Regions from separate parts of the Mus musculus genome. Here regions 2 and 3 are each linked to region 1. Evidence: chromatin contacts called from public promoter capture Hi-C data. All regions are on one chromosome and are shown on one strand. Each heading gives the region's core, a stretch centred on a gene start, on an enhancer-like site or on the middle of the called end of the contact. The rest is flanking DNA. Distances are from core to core; before and after follow the strand shown. Region 1 holds the start of Pcyt1b (phosphate cytidylyltransferase 1, choline, beta isoform). Region 2 holds the start of Arx (aristaless related homeobox). Region 3 holds the start of Zfx (zinc finger protein X-linked).

What was found. Promoter capture Hi-C pulls out the DNA fragments that hold promoters and counts their contacts.
Region 2: a contact with region 1 is called in a promoter capture Hi-C map of embryonic stem cells, with 3 times the contacts expected there. The contact joins the promoter of Arx here to the promoter of Pcyt1b in region 1. A contact is called at or near these places in 5 of 39 promoter capture datasets (embryonic stem cells, hippocampal neurons, liver and 2 more), 3 of 484 Hi-C or Micro-C datasets (embryonic stem cells and pre-B cells) and 4 of 115 datasets of contacts at active chromatin or transcription factors (astrocytes, embryonic forebrain, embryonic stem cells and 1 more).
Region 3: a promoter capture Hi-C map of pre-B cells shows a contact between it and region 1. The contact joins the promoter of Zfx here to the promoter of Pcyt1b in region 1. A contact is called at or near these places in 3 of 39 promoter capture datasets (the 3T3-L1 cell line, hippocampal neurons and pre-B cells) and 1 of 115 datasets of contacts at active chromatin or transcription factors (embryonic limb bud).

Annotation. Positions count from the first base shown.
Region 1 is chrX:93,673,568-93,677,101 of GRCm38.p6, reverse strand. It overlaps Pcyt1b (phosphate cytidylyltransferase 1, choline, beta isoform), which reads right to left and starts at 1,990. Exons shown (of 8, transcript NM_211138.1): 1 at 1,626-1,990. The coding sequence starts at 1,742.
Region 2 is chrX:93,284,591-93,287,858 of GRCm38.p6, reverse strand. It overlaps Arx (aristaless related homeobox), which reads right to left and starts at 1,352. Exons shown (of 6, transcript NM_001305940.1): 1 at 1,300-1,352; 2 at 936-1,181. The coding sequence starts at 1,131.
Region 3 is chrX:94,121,983-94,125,413 of GRCm38.p6, reverse strand. It overlaps Zfx (zinc finger protein X-linked), which reads left to right and starts at 2,007. Exons shown (of 9, transcript NM_001044386.1): 1 at 2,007-2,346. Gm46691 (a long non-coding RNA gene) reads left to right here. Exons shown (of 2, transcript XR_001782847.1): 2 at 1-165.

The DNA.
Region 1 (3,534 bases), core at 741-3,240:
TTACTACCTGAGAGAAGCTCAAAGCAAAAGAATGAACTGAACTTAGTCCCTTCCGGGATTACCTGTGCACACCCCTCTCAGGCCAACTAGGCAAGGAGTGGAACAGCTAAATGGTGAGAGGGAAAGAAAATATATTAAACTGGGGCTGGATACTGCCTTTCTCTCTGCTGCCTAAACTCTTTATCCAAAGGGGTATGTTTTCAAGTTTGTATATTGCACTTATTTAAAATGTATATTCTGGGAGATTTTGTGATTCACTTTTAGCGGTCAGTTTTTTCCACTATTAAACCATGAGTTGTTTAGTGGCCCAGAGGAATTTTTAAATAACCAACTTATCAGAAAAATTTATATGACAGAAGTGCACAGAGGCCACATGACTTATGTCACACAGTCACTGGCTAATGGGCTAAGAAGTAGTTAATATTGAAATACCCTAAAAACATGCCTCAAAACATAGAAACTGCTCTAATATAACTCCCCGCTGGTTATCTGATTTCAGAAAGTTGATCCAAGCCTGCCTTCAAACCCTTATTAAGAAATAACAGTTCAATAGTGGATTAGCATTGAAATCTGTAAGTCCAGATTATGTGGGGGCTCATATAAAATTCTACACCAAAAAAAACCCCAAAACAAAAACAACAACAAACCTCTTTAAAAAAAAAAAAAGTCTCCCTACTGTCAAACTGCACAGCCAATCAAAACACTTTACGTTTTAACTTGGAAGAAATCCTTGAAGAAAGGATAACTCTAGTCTGTGTCTTGGATTTGGGGGTTCAAAGAGCAGTATCCCCAGGTTGTATAGGATTTCAAGCTTCAAGAAACCTACAATTTATTTGACTTTTTTATTTTTTTTTTAATTCCTTGAGGCCAGGTTTGCTGAAGTGGTTGAGAAGAAACTTCCCCATTTACCTAAAGAATAGAACAAGTGTGAAAGAAGCTGCTCAATAGAGACACAGTTACTGAGAGAGAAGAAAGCTCTAGCCCTGTTTCTGTACTTTCATTCTTAAAGGCATGCATCCCCATTCTAAATAAACGTAGCATCTCCAGGTTGCCATTGCCTGACTAGAAATCTTCAGTATCGTCCTAAAAAGGTTCACGCTTCCTTTTCAACGCACGTTCTTTCTACATGCAACCTCAAGGTATATATCAGAGGAATGAGGGTGTTTTGTTTTCATATAGTTTTCGTTTGCCATTAGGTATGAAAGAAAGAGAGAGAAAGAAAGAACGAAAGAAAGAAAGAAATCGTTCCTGAGCTAGAATTTAGAACTTCACCGGGGAAGCAGTCCAAGGTTTGTGAAGAAGAAAACCATTTTAAAACTGTGACAATGCACCTAAAAGGGAGGGGGGGGGGAGGTCATTCTTTCTTCTCCCAAAGCACAAAAAAGCACAACATATCCCCAGCAGCCCGTTTCCTACCCAGCCAATACAATAATGCTTTGTAAGCTGAGAACAGTGTCCGGTATAGGAGCTAAGTATAAACAGCTGAGAAGGATTAGGCTGCAGCTCCATTCTCATTTACATGAAAATCCTGTAAGCATTTTTTTTTTCCTCGCTGGCTGCGGGCACAGAAGGAACTCTTTTGTGCCATAGCCACGCATACATTTCCATCCTTTGTCTTTACTTACCAGTCGAGGCTGTGGGCATGTGTGCTCTATTTCCTCCATGGTTTCTGAGGGAGGCTCATTGGAAAGGGATTTTGGGATACCTGTTTCTGACTCAGCATCAGTGGTAAGTACTGGCATGGCCAGTGAATGCTCCCTCCAGCTCTACACCCTCTGGGAGTCTCCTCCCAGGCAAAGAATGTTTTCTTTGTCACGTATTTTTCTCTTCCCTACCCATCCCCCTTCTTCTTCCCTTCTTTTTTGTCTTCCCTGGGGGGAAGTAAAGAGGTTACCCCCACCCCCACCCCCAACGCACACACCACCCTTTTCTTTCTCGGAGAAGCCCAGAGGCAGGGCCTCAGTTTATCACTATAACAACCAGACAGCACGGGAGCGTCTGGTGCGGATACAGTATCCTCATTTGCATGGAGCACGCTGGTTGGTTACTGTCATCATAGTACCACTCCACCTGGGAGCGGCCGGGGCCCATTGGCTGGCCTGCCTTACCCACCGGGCCTGAACTTGCTGCTTTTGTTTTTTGCATTTAATTCACTTGTGAAGGTCTCTGTCAGTGCCTGGTAAGGACTCCCTGCACTTCTTAGATAAGATAAAGCTGTTTCCTGAGGTGCCCCAGACGCGTCGCAAAAGAGCATAAAGGACCATTCCCTGGCATGAGCATTTAATGCAGTTGTAGTCAGAACATTTGCTAAATAGGAATCGTTCTGAAGGCAGAGCCACTTTAAAGCCCCAAACCACTAGGTCAATTGCCCACTGGCTTCTGAGGGCTTGTCCGGCAACTCACTGTGGGCATCCGAGTGTTCATCTTCTGGACTGCATAAGACAGGAACACTGACAGATGCCTAAGGCCTGTTGTAACTCTGTCTATCCCTGGGGCTGCTCCAGGAGGAAGTTTAAAGGAGGTAGGTTGTCTTTGACAGCCTGCCTCCCAGGTCTAACTGCCCTCTCTTCCTCAGCCAGCCTTTCCCCATTAGTCTTACTGTCATCTGTTCCACAGTACACTTATCTAACATCCCTATATCCTATAGTATAGGGCCTAGACTCCTATCCAAGTGCTCATGGAAATCTGAGGGAAAAAAAACCACAGTGATGTGCCTTAGTGTTTACATTATCCTAAAACATCAGTGTAAGAGGAGTCTGAAGACACACATTCCAAGGAAAGAACTTGCAAAAGTGTTTGTTCTAGTGAAATGCCATGTCTAATATTAGTAAGAAATAAAATCACTAGTATTTGTTAAGCACAGGTGCAGTGCCAAGTACTTTACTTAGATCTTCCTTAATCTTCATAAGAACCCAAAGCAGATCCTATTATTATCCCCACGTTCTAAGTAAGGAAATTGCAACTTAGAGTAATTGCGTAGGGTCTCAAAGTTCATAAGCAATGGAGCTGGCATTTGAAGAAGAGGGAGGAGGAGCAGGGAGGGATACAGCAAGTGTAGCACAAAAGGAACTAAGGAAGAATCCATTCAAGCCGAATAAATCCTTATGCTTCCAAAGCTTTCATTTTGTGTTTCTAACTACGGTTTCTATCCAAGTGTGGCCACAGACCAGCAGTGGACAACAACAGAATCACCAGCCAGCAATGTCTTAGGAGTGAAAACTATAGGTCCCATGACAGATCCAAAAATCAAATTTTGCAGGTTTGAGGTGGGGCTTGCATTTGCATTTTTAGTGAGCTTCTTGGTAATTCTAATGCTGCAGGTATGGGGACCATAACTTGAGAAACAGTGGTTCACAGGATGGAATAAAAATACCAGTCTTAGCCGGGCGTGGTGGCACACGCCTTTGATCCCAGCACTCGGGAGGCAGAGGCAGGCGGATTTCTGAGTTCAAGGCCAGCCTGGTCTACAGAGTGAGTTCCAGGACAGCCAGGGCTACACAGAGAAACCCTGTCTTGAAAAAACAACAAACAAAC
Region 2 (3,268 bases), core at 103-2,602, 390 kb after region 1:
ATTTGGAAAGAAATGTCTGGAGCGGGGACAGGGGTGAGGTTCAACAGGCACAGGCTGCTCCTTCCCTTGGAGGAAGCGCCTAGCACAGGTGCCCTTGCAGGCTAAAAAAGGAAAAGGGGAAAAGTCAGTTTTATTTTAGAAAGCCTCATTCTCTGTCTTTCGCTCCGATCTTCCAAAGGTGTAGCTGCTGGCTCGCTGGCTTCAGGGTTTAAACGACACCAACACTTCTTTGCCTGCAACACTACTGCATCCAGCTCATGGGGAAACTTGAGTATTAGTTCAGAGGACCAAAGGACACTTGTTTTGGATTTTTTAATTTCAGAAAAGAAAACACTTTAGATATCTCAACTCTTAAAAATTAACACAGTAGAGAAAAGTAGCGCCCAGAGGGTATACATTTCATGCATTTCGAATCCATTAAGTTGCTGTTTGGAGCACCCTAGGGTAATGTTTTCTGCCAACACTCGCATTTAAAAGGTCATCAATAATGTACAATTAAAAACTAAAAGGAAACACAAAACACCGCTTATAAAGAAATCTTCCAAAGGAGAAAGGCCAAAGTTCACCTTGCCTGAAGACACCACCACCATTCCTTAGCTTTTGGGGTTCTTGCCTCCGTGAAGTTGCTGCTTTTAAAGGAATTAAGAGCATCTGCTGCTTCAGTGCCATTCGGGGCACACCCAAGGCCACCAAAAGGGACTTTTAATCGCATCTAAGTATCTAAGAGTCCCACCCCCAAATGAAGCTTGGGCCCCTGCTTTTTCTGGAAGGAGAGATAGAGACGGTCCTTCTCTCTAAGGCCCCAGGCCCTAGAGTTCTCCCTTCTCTTCCCTATGTCTCCAACTTGACAAGTCCCAGGCCCCTTGTCCCCAGTTTCAAACATTCAAACCAATGCCCAATGCTCTTTTGCAGGTGCCTGTCCGGCACAACCTTACCTTGCATGGCTTTTTCCTGGTCAGCGCGGCTGGCCAGCGGGGCAGGCAAGCTCTGCGCGGCTCCCAGAAGCCTCATTTTGCATGGGCTTCTCCGGCCCAGGATGCTGTCGATGCAGTAGGAGGAGAGCAAAGTTGGAGATTTACTCTTGCACTCCGGCCTCTCAGAGCAGCCCTCTTCCTGGTACTGATTGCTCATGGCTGGTGCTTTTTCCTTGGGCTCAGAGAGCGGACCTCTGCTCCTCTCTCCTGGAGGGTTGGATGAAAAGGGTGTGTGTTGGGGATGGGTTGGATGGCTGATTAAAACAGTTATTACTGCGATCTTTGTTCCTTTCCGTCCCCCTCGGTTGCGGGCTCCCACCCTGACCTCAGCCGGAGCTCGTCCTCTCCGCGCTCAGGACAAGCGGTAACAAGTGTAGTGAGCCGCGGGCGCGGAGCTCTGGTGTCTCTCTGCTCCACGTGCTGAGAGGCGCTCTCTGATTGGCTCTCGACAGAGGCCGGGCTGCGTAGGCCTGCCGGCAAAGCGCAAAGCGCGAACTGGATTTCGGAGAGGGGCCTATGAGTGTGGGGGCAGGGGATTAGCAGCTGGCACGCACTAGAGCCAAATTTCCTTTTCTTTCTCTTTCTCTTCTTTTAAACTAACTACTTTCAAACTTTGATATCGTTTTCTTGTCGCTCCTTCTTGTCCTTAGGGTTATACTCTTAGTTGTAGCTCAATTGGGTGCTAGGTTTGTGGGTGCCTCTTGGACTTCGGCACCCCTTCCACTATCCAGAGGACCTAGCTCCCTGTAGCTGTACGAGATCAACCTGGCGCCTTTCAATGCCGACATTATCCTCCTAGGACAGTGTCTTGACCTCAGCGCTGTTCAGTCACCATCCTTTCTAGGACCAATGGACCTCCGACGTGTCAGAGGCAACCATCTGCTGTCTGAGCCTTTGCTTTTTCTCTTGTGGCTCAAAGCCTAGAGTTATTTGTCTTCATCCAGAACCTATCTGTTGCTCTCTTGTTAATATCCGCTCCCAACATTCTCTGTCTCTGTTTTTAACTCTGGACTGTGAAAAGGTCCTTAAATACAGAGCCCTGCTAAAGACAGAGTCTTCCCTGGAGTATTCAGAGAGGTGAAAGGGACTGGCAAGAAAGAGTCCAAACCTCCCAGAGAGGAGACTGGGAACAAGACTGGGGGAGTCTCTTTTCTCTTCTGACACTCCTCACTCTTTCCCTACTTCTCCAAATTTATCTTGGTTAGGCTGTCACCCCCTGGCAGCGCCTGGCGTATGAAACCCCTTGCACTGCAGAAGTGTGATTCTCAGTTTCCTAGGACAGAAGGGACTGACCTTTACCTTGAACCAAGTCGAAATGCCTAACATTTTGAATCCTGTGACCTGGCCCCTGTTAGCAAAAGTGATGGAGGAGCGCCTTAAGGGGAAGCAGTTGCTTCTCAAAGGGCTCCCAGTATTGGACCCAACCCTGAGTGAAGTTGGGTCGATCCCGGAGAGGAGCCAGAATGGACACCCTCATTCCCTAGGTGTAGGTTCCAAGAGACAGCTACGGCCTTGACTTTGGCGGGGTGGGGGTGAGGGAGGTGGGTAAGAGGTCGGGGAAGGGGAATCCACGCCAGGTTTTCCTCTCTCAGCCCCTTCAATGTGTCAAAGAGAAAACGTTTTACAAAGGATTATACTTGAATCACTTACAGTCAGTATTTAAAAATACAAGGATACCTAACTGGGATTTTTCCCCCCAGCCATAAACATCTGCATAACTCTTGGATGCTAGTGGGTGAGTGGCAGATAGATCGATCGGGCTAGCTTGGCAGGAGTCCTCAACGCAACTTGAGGGGGTACAGAGTTGAGAACAGACAGACACATCAATACTACTAATACTAACACCACACTACTACTAGTAGTAGTAAAAAACGGAGCAAAAAGGATTTGTCTCTATCCTTCCATGCCATGGTCTCTTCGGTGTTTTCTGCCGGCTTCTCAGCATAGTTTTCGTACCCTCAAATGGTGGAGGAAGAGGCTGTGAGTTGCCTTGACATTGGCTTTTCTTTTATGCCCTCTCTGAGATTCCAAGGTACCTAGAATAGGTTTCTGTCTTTCTTGGGTTCTATTTGCATCCTCATCTTTTGATGTTTTAAATATGGTCTCATCTAACTTTAGCCCAATATTATGTTCTCCGCGCCTGTTCCCCTCCCTAGCCCTTCTTCGTCCTGGGGCCTCAGAGCAGCCCAGAGATATAAAGACTCTTGGGTTTCCCTCAAGCTTCCAGGCAAAGACCCTCGCCTGCGTCGCTGCGGGTGTCGGTCTGGGGATACAGAGACACTTTTTCCTCCCGG
Region 3 (3,431 bases), core at 758-3,257, 450 kb before region 1:
CTTCATTTCCGTGCTTCAGACTCCTGGCTGCTGAGATTAAAGGCATGTGCCACCCCTGATCTTTTCTCATTTCCCAACTTAAAGTACTCTTGCTTAATTTTATTTTATGTCGATACAGCCTGTATCATAGCCCGAATTTCCTATAAATGATGAAGATGTCATTTATATTTGAAAGACATTTGTTTGTTTGTTTGTTTGTTTTTCCAGCCAGGGTTTCTCTGTGTAGCCCTGGCTGTCCTGGAACTCCCTTTGTAGACCAGGCTGGTCTCAAACTCAGAAATCGACCTGCCTCTGCCTCCCAAGTGCTGGGATTAAAGGCATGCGCCACCATTGCCCAGCGACTTTTTTTTTTTGATGGCAGGAAGCTAAAACCCCATAAGAAAATGACTGATTACTAGCTAGATCTACTAGATTTCTAGTAGATCTGAGCGGAAAATGAAGGAACACTTTACAGATTTATGCCATCTTCTCCCATTGTCCATGCTAATTTCTGTTCTTAGTATAGGTTCTACCTAAGAGAGCACACACACACACATACACACCACACCACACCACACACGCACGCGCGCTCACATTAAGTAGAGGCCCTTAGGTGTGTGTGTGTGTGTGACAGAATCTCACTGAATATACCACAGTCTGGCCTGAAACTTGCCAAAATCCTTTTTGGATTGTGGACATTACAGGTTTGAGTTATCATGCCTGTCTCCCTTTTAAAAACAATTTTATGATTGTAAGCTGATGAAACAATTTACATTCTTAGAATATGTTTAAAGACACCTCACCCCAGTTTGCAATTTGCTTTATCCTTTTTGTTCTTTAAAGATGTCTTAACTATGGGAAAACAGCTATCAACACTGTCTACCAATATGTCAAGCTGGGTGTCTGAGCACACGTCTGTGATCCCAGCACTTGGGAGGCCGAGGCAAGAAATTGGCTATATCCCGAAATATCCACTGTCTTATGTCCCCCAGTACACCACAAAAAGTTCTATCATGTTAGAGTCTACAGTAATGTACAAACTATATAGTTTAATGTTTTTCGGTGGTAGTGGCCCATGCCTTTAATCTTAGCGCTTGGGAGGCAGAGGCGGGTAGATCTCTTGAGTTCAGCCTTGTCTACAAAGTTAAGTTTCAGGACAGCTAGGACTACTCAGAGAAACCCTGTCTGGCAAAAAAAAAATGCCACATAGTGATCTGGATTGAGAAAAACACAAAACTCCTATTTTTAAGTTTATAAATATTTTGTTGAATCAGATACTTTCACTTCTTTATCTTCTTAAAGTTTAAGAGACTTAAGAATTTTATTTAAAAAAATCTCGATAATTGTAGAGTGTTATAGCATTATTACATACATAAAAGTTATGATCCATAGACTTCCAGTGTAACACACGTGTAGTTTCTATAGCACTAAAAATCTCTATTCTCTGCAGTGTGCTAAAGGCTTCAAAATGTACCTAACCCCCCCCCCCATAAAAAGAGACCAATTTGGCTTCCCGACAGAAAGCTTATTTATTAAAAAAAAAATTACCGGGTTTGGTTGTTATTCTAGGTACCCCCCCAACACTCTGCCTGCACCATTCAAATTGGCAAGGCCATTTTCATTTTGTTTCAAAGTTGTTTTTTTTTTTTTTTTTTTTTTTAAAGGGAAGGCAGGGGACGGCGAGGGTTGCTAAATTTATCTTCATCCCCAGGCACCGGGGATGAAAACACACACACACCGCACACACACACATTTACGGCGGGAGGGGGGTCTGCGGGCCTGCAAACAACTCGAGCCACCGCCTCAGGCCGGGACCCTCGCGGAGAGGCGGTAGGTGTCCCCGAAGGCCCCCGGGGGGTGGCCGCGGCCCACAAACATGGTGGGGGGTGGCCCGGGCCTCCCGCCTCTCGACGGTGTCGGTGGGCCACGGCCTCGTGCGGATTTTACAGCCGAGGCGGCGGCGGCGGCGCGTGTGTGGCGGCGGTGGCGGGCGGGAGCGCGGAGGTGGAAAGAAGGGGGGCGCTGTCACGGAAACTCGGGCCGCCGGAGACCCCGCCGCAGCGAGGCCACTGGGCTCCCCGGTTGCGGGGCGTGAAGGGCGCCAACCCGGGGCGTCAGCGGGACCCACCGGGCGGAGGAGGGGGCCCAGCTACCCTTCCGCATTTTCCTGGGTCTCTCTCCCCGGCGGTGACGTGACGTGCTGACGGCGGGCCCGTGCCGGGGAGCTGGGCCGCTTTTTGTCAGCTCCGAGCTCGGCCCCTCCTCCCTCCCTCCGCCCGCCCCACCAGCCGGAGCCCGGCCCAGTGCTCCAGAGAAAGGCCGGCCTGCAGCACCCGCCACCGTCGCCGACCGCCGCACGACCGTCCGGTGAGTCCGGGGCGCCACTGCGGCCGTAGGGCCTGGTGCGCGCGCGGCGGCCTGCTCTCGGCCTGCTCGGCGGCCCGCAAGGCGCCCTCCCGCGCTAGGCCGGGCGGCGTGGCGCGCGACGCCGAGCAGGCCCCGAGGAGGCCGCAGTTAGGCCCGGGGTGGCGCCCGGGCGCTCAGAACGGCGGTCGAGGCGCGTTCTGGAAACGGGCGGGGACCGGGGCAGTGCCGCCCGGCGGTTGGGGAGGCGGCTGAGGGGTCCCGGGTGGGCGACGTGGCCGACCCGGGGCACCGTGCGGGGGCGAGGCCTGGCGAGGAGGCTAAGGCTGCAGGCATGAGGTGAAGGCCGCAGGCCGGCCCGGCCGATTTTCGCTATGTAAATATCGGCGAGGGGGGGGGGAAGAGGGACGGGGGACAAGATGGCGGCCGGCCGGCGCCTGCTGCAGGCTACGACGGAGGGGGTTGCCGGGAGGGGGAGCCGCCATTTTGAAGGCGGCGTCTGAGGAGAAAATTCCGCTACAGCCCGTGAGGGGGGGTGTGAGAGCGGGCCGCGGCGGCGCTAGCTACGGGGACCGGAGCCCGGGCGCGGCGTCGAGTGTGCGCGCAGGGGCGTGTTCGCTCCCCATGGCGGCCATTGCCCTCGTCGCCATGATGAGCACTTGGATCCCAGGCGCTTGGCGGCAGCGCCACCTTCCTGCCCAGCCTCCCACAGCCCCGTGACTGGCTGCTGTTTCCGCTGTGTTTCAGTTGAGCTGCCGCAGGCGGCCATCGCGGCCGTCTTGGCGCTGGAGCCACCTCATCTGTATGGCCCCGGGGCTCCGAGCCTTTTCCCGGCGCTTTGCTGCCGCTTCAGGGTGATCTGCCGCGGTGGCAGTAGTGGAGCCGGAGACATTTTCTTAGGACTTTATTTTCTCAGAGGTAGATAGACGTGGCCGTTAGGGTGACCCTGGTGCGGTGCTTCTCCGCCAATCGTTGCTTTCACGACTCTGTGAATAAAGAAAGAAAAGTGATGGGAAAGTTCTCACCACTCTTTTGACCAATAGGGGGAAAAAGGCATCCTACGAAAGCGGAAGACTAGCATATCGGAG